Linked DNA regions of Triticum aestivum: region 1 is linked to region 2. A link is a contact called in public Hi-C data. All regions are on one chromosome and are shown on one strand. The core of a region is the stretch at or near the end of the contact, and the rest is flanking DNA. Distances in the headings are between cores, read along the strand shown. Region 1 holds the start of LOC123119462 (phosphatidylinositol 3-kinase, root isoform). Region 2 holds the start of LOC123119458 (ubiquitin-conjugating enzyme E2 variant 1C).

The links. Hi-C and Micro-C count contacts between places; a contact is called where the count stands out from the background.
Region 1: a Hi-C map of leaf shows a contact between it and region 2, with 9 times the contacts expected there. The contact joins the promoter of LOC123119462 here to the promoter of LOC123119458 in region 2. A contact is called at or near these places in 3 of 5 Hi-C or Micro-C datasets (leaf and an unstated tissue).

What each region holds. Positions count from the first base shown.
Region 1 is chr5D:61,248,878-61,251,577 of IWGSC CS RefSeq v2.1, reverse strand. LOC123119462 (phosphatidylinositol 3-kinase, root isoform) reads right to left here and starts at 1,324. Exons shown (of 18, transcript XM_044539267.1): 1 at 1,030-1,324; 2 at 848-935. The coding sequence starts at 1,180.
Region 2 is chr5D:61,088,812-61,091,511 of IWGSC CS RefSeq v2.1, reverse strand. LOC123119458 (ubiquitin-conjugating enzyme E2 variant 1C) reads right to left here and starts at 1,330. Exons shown (of 4, transcript XM_044539264.1): 1 at 1,094-1,330. The coding sequence starts at 1,127.

The DNA.
Region 1 (2,700 bases), core at 75-2,574, 160 kb before region 2:
TAAGAGGTAATTGCATACTTCTGGTTGGTAAGTAACGGAATAATGACGATATCATATTAGATCTGTAGTTTCTGGGTTGCTACAGTACAACAGTAACCTAACCTGCTGGCTGCTGTCCTCTTCAATACTGTATGAAATGTATGCCATTCCAAATCCTTTTAATTGTTTTTACTAAATATGCTTACTGCTCACCATTATTGAAACACTTTTTATTGCCTGAAATTTATTCATTTATCCATCCTCACATAATTACCTTATGTTTTTTATGCCTACATCTAGGAAGGAGAAATCACAAGTTAATTAAAAAATTTAAGGTGTGAAATTCTCTCCTGAGTGACCTCTAGATGTACTTTTAGCACGCTTCAGTGTGCAATCGCTCCAATGCTTTTGTCACTTCCCAGTAAATCTTTTATTAACTCCCTTTTTAGATTAAAAGAACTTTTTTCGTGCGAATTTTTTAGCTTAAAAGATTGAATTTGCAGCTTCCAAATTGTGCTGTTCTGAATCAACACTTCCCATTACTGACAGATGGAATCGTCCAAGTTTTGCTTAATGAGCTTGCATCATAATTAGGCAAAAGTAAAATTATTCCCCGTTCCATTTACTTCAACACGGCTGTCTTCAGCTGTGCTATCTAGGCATAGCATACTGATTTTTCATTTGTGCTTTCTGAACACCTTGGCTATTTTACGGGCCTTGGCTATTTCAGTTTACCAAATTTATTCCAGGAGAATTTATCTTAGATTCCAACTTCACATTTAACAAATTTTATTCATCCACGGGTTTCTGGAGATCATCTAGTCAAGTACATACAAATCATAGGAGAGACGGGACAGAGCGAGAGTACCTTGTGTTGACGGGAAGGCCGAACTGGATGCCGTCGATGTAGAGCTTGCACTCGACGAAGAGCTCCGAGACCTTCTTGTCGAGACCATCTGCCAGGAAGCAGAGAAGAAAGGTCAGAAGTGAACACAAGAGAGATTTGGGGATGAGGGGAGAGGGGGCAGGGGAGGGAGTGCGAGTGAGCGCCTTGAGCGGGGGGCGGGATGGGGGCCTGGAGGACGCGGAAGGTGAGGGGGAGGCTGATGTCGCAGGACAGGAAGAAGCGGAACTCGCTGCTGTTGGTGCTTCCCGCCCCCGCCGCGCTGGTCCTGCTGATGCCGACGGCCGCCGCCGCCATGGACGGCCGGCGAGCGGAGGTGGGAAATCGAGGGGCACGGAGAGGTCCGGCCGGCGAGGAGGTTTTCTTTTTTTTCGGGGGGAACGCGGCGAGGAGGTGGCGTGCGGGCGGAGAAGGAGACGGACGGAGAAGTGTTGTAGACGGAGATGATGGAGGGGACAGAGGACTCCTGGGGCGGGCCGGGCCTGCCGTAATCAGTCCGCACGAAAGTACAATAGCCCAGAAGCGGCCTTGATTGGCTCGCCACTTCACTTTTCATATTTTTTTCTAAACAAATACGAATACGAATACGTATGCGTATCGAATGTTACTCCAATATATGAATATGTATCGGATGTTTACTTGATTCGAAAAGGATATGAATAATAGCGATATATCATTTAAAGAAAATAAGTCAATAGCTATGTGACACAAAATAATCAAATTGCAATATACAACAAGTCAATGATGGACAGGTTTATGAATAAATTCTACTATAATGCATAACTATTCCTAAGTTTAATCAGATAATAAAGTAAAATTGACAACTTGTTAGGCTATTATGTTGGATATTGGCATATTGAACTAGAATTGCTTAAATTAGCTCGTGAAATTTTATCGGGATACAGACATATCCACTTCCATGTTCATATTTGTGTTAAAGTTCCGTACCATGTTTGTGTTTGTATTTTTCAAATATATCCGGGTATCTTCCATAACATGTTTGTGTTAGTATTTTCCGTATCAGTGGTCACATGTACTACTATATTGGTTCTACAATATCACATGGTGGTGCTTCTTTTTTCTAGGTGGTGGGAGGGTGCACGGGATTGATATGTTTTTATAGAACGGTTGTTGCTGATTGATTTGCAAAATCGTTGTCCCATTCAAAATCGTAAACCAAATCCAAAATTGAATACGTCAATTGAATGAAAGAGCTTCAAAATTAGCGAACATAGTGAATTAAAAGAATTGAATATGAGGGCTTGAGAAAGAGTTAACCCGGTCAAAATTGGTTGACCCAATTCTAAATTGAATGCTTCAATTAATTGTGAGGCCATAAAAATTAGGAAGCATATTGTATAATGTTAAAAAATTGAATGAGAGAGCTTTGAGAAATTGTTGACCCGGCCAAAAATCAGGTGACCCAATTCTAATTGAAGACCTCAATTGAATGTGGGCTCTTTAAAACTAGGGAGCTTAGTGTTATAGAATATTTCCTAAACAAATACGAATACGAATACATATGCGGATCGAATGTTGCTCCAATATACAAATATATATCAGATGCTTACTTGATTCGAAACAGGTACGAATAATAGTGATATATTATTTAAAGAAAATAAGTGAATAGCTAAGTGACACAAAATAATCAAGTTGCAATATACAACAAGTCAATGATGGACAAGTTTATGAATAAATTCTACTATAATGCATAATTATTCCTAAGTTTAATTAGATAATAAAGTAAAATTGACAGCTTGTTAGGCTTTTATGCTGGATATTGCCATGTTGGGCTAGGATTGCTTAAATTAGCTCAT
Region 2 (2,700 bases), core at 81-2,580:
ATTCTATAAATATACACCTTGCAGACTGGCATAGTGAATTTCCCAGAACAAAGTGACCAGCTGCCAACAAACTATTTTATGTCATGACAACAAATAAGCATAGATGGGGAACACATTAACCCCAAGTATTCAGCTGTAGCAATCCTCTGGACTAGATGAAGAGCTGATAGTCTAAGGATGTAAGTGGGCCGTGTTCACAGCCAGTATCATAGTATACATGCTAGTGTCAATTTTGTGGTGAGCGGCGAACTATTGCCGAGTTTTGCAGGATAAGTGGCTCGCTGCTTGCATCCCTATGATAGTGCCCTATCTACCACCACTCTGCACAAAGCTAGTCCATGTAATGCATTTTACTAAAATACCGGCACCAGCAGCAAATTCGTTACATTCATCCTATCTTCTGGATAGATAAAATTTGACGATTCCTACTCCATCATAGATCATACAGATTACCAACAGCTATGGACTCCAGTTTCATGGTATCTTCATTCAAACAAGCAACACAGCGTCGTCATGCTAGTGACATGGGGGCAACAGTATGGCTCAGGTGCAGTGCTTCCTGCACCATATCGTACCGCAACCTACGAAAGACCACTTCCTCGTAGTTGCCTCGCCATCGGAACATTATCTGTTGCCTAATGTGCCAGGGCCCTGCAGCCAAGACGTCGCTGGAAGGCAGGCGGCAACGGATGCCAGCTCATCAATTCTTCCTAAATTCTTCAGTAACTTACACTACCATGAAGCATGAACGCGACGACCTAAACACGAGTCCCGGGAATTGAATGAACTGAGCTGAGCTGAACCCCAGTTTTTGCTAAATTTAAGAAACTGTCATTCGCAGCAGTAGTCCAGACCCTAACACACGCACTTGAGCAGGGGGGTGACCTCTCCCCCCACGGACGAGCCGGAGAAGACCAGATTCGAACCATGGATGTATGGACGGGAACGGATCCACGGCACCAGAGAGCAAATCCGCGACTGATTGGACGGATTGGAGCATCGTATCGGTCGCATACGGGGAGATTTGGGGCTTGGCGGCTGGCTGACTGGGAGGAGAAAGTAGCAGGAGAGGTTTGGGCGAGCTAGGGCTTACCGACAACTCCGGCTGCGTCACCGCTCGACGCCATTCCAGAAAAGTGGAGGAGCACGGGGAGGAGACCGCCCGACGGATGCGAGAGGGGATTTCGGGGTGGCGCGCGTGCTCCGGTGGGGGGAGGCGGGCGTGCTCGCTCGGCGGCGCTCGTTCCCCTTTGGTGGTGGTGGGGTGGTGGTGGTGGTGCACGGGTGCGACAGTGCGAGACGACGGGGAGAGGGGTGAGATGAAGTACGCGTGCAGGTGGGCTGGGTTGGGCTTGGGCCAGTCCAGGTCAGGCTTGTGGAACAGCACGGGTGCGCCTGTACGCGGAGCGGCGATGTTCCCACTCAAAAAAAAAAAAACAGCGGCGAATGGAGCTCATGATGCCGGGAAGGTGGAGTCGGCGTCTAAATTGGATGCCGAGAAGGAGGAGCCGGCGTCACCGCTGCACAGCCGGCATAGCCGCATAGAACAGTCGTCCTCACCGCCGCGCCACGTCTGGCGCGAAGGATATGGTGTCGTGGGCTCTGTGTGCTTACAATTTTGTTCGCCGGTGCTTTGTTTGCCAACATGCTAAGTTCGAGCACACCAAACCAGCAAGCCTCCTCCAATCCTTGCCAGTGCCGGAAGAGCCATGGACCGACCTCACTATGGACTTCGTCCAAGGTTTGCCCAAGTCCGACGGCTTCAACATGATCATCGTCGTGGTCGACCGCTTCACCAAGACAACACATTTTGTTCCTCTCTGACACGCGCAACAAGTTTCTCAAACTTCTTGGATTTGGTGGTCAAGATGCATGGGGTGCCAAAGTCGATCATGTCTGACCGCGATCGCATCTTCGCCAGTCACATGTGGCACTCCACTTCTGGTCCAGTCACGTAGTGCATCCAAGTACATCCAGGAGGCGGTGTCCCCTGTGCCATTTGAAAACATGACCAAAGTCGCCTCACCAACATTCTCCAGGCACGGCCAAAAATGTCCTCGTAGCCACGGGCCCATTACACTAGATGGCGTAGGATCCTTTTGGGTTTCATGAGTCCATGGGTCAAGTTCAACACCAATCAATCCTGCCATCCATCGTCGCCACCCCTCAGACTTCATCTTCCCAGTAAGAGCCCTGGCCTCGATCGAAAGGGCAGTGATCATCGCAAAATCTTACAAAGTGATTGTCATCATGCCAAGGGGCGGGTGGAAAGGGTACGTTTTCGGCCTCGAACGGTCCAAAAGGGTTGTAATGGCCATGGAGTTCATAAGGGGTTGTGAGCCTTTAAAGTTGAGGGTGAATGAGAGAATATCCAATCTTCTGAAATAGGGCTCATATCGTCTGCCATATACCGGGCTTCATTAGGATTGTGGCCCCTCAAATGAATAAGTGGAGGAACCTAAAAAAGCGAATGGATAACTTACTGCTTCCTTTCAACTTATAAACAATAATAATATTCCAACAATAGAGATAATTATCTGCGCTCTTTCCACGAGCCTTGCACGGTACTTCGCTTCATAGGCATCATCAAGGCCAAGGTACTTACCATTTTCAAACATCCTACATAATACATTTGAGACTAGTTAATATCAAATGTAGCTCAAACAAACTACATATAGGGCTACACTGTCACGCCCAATA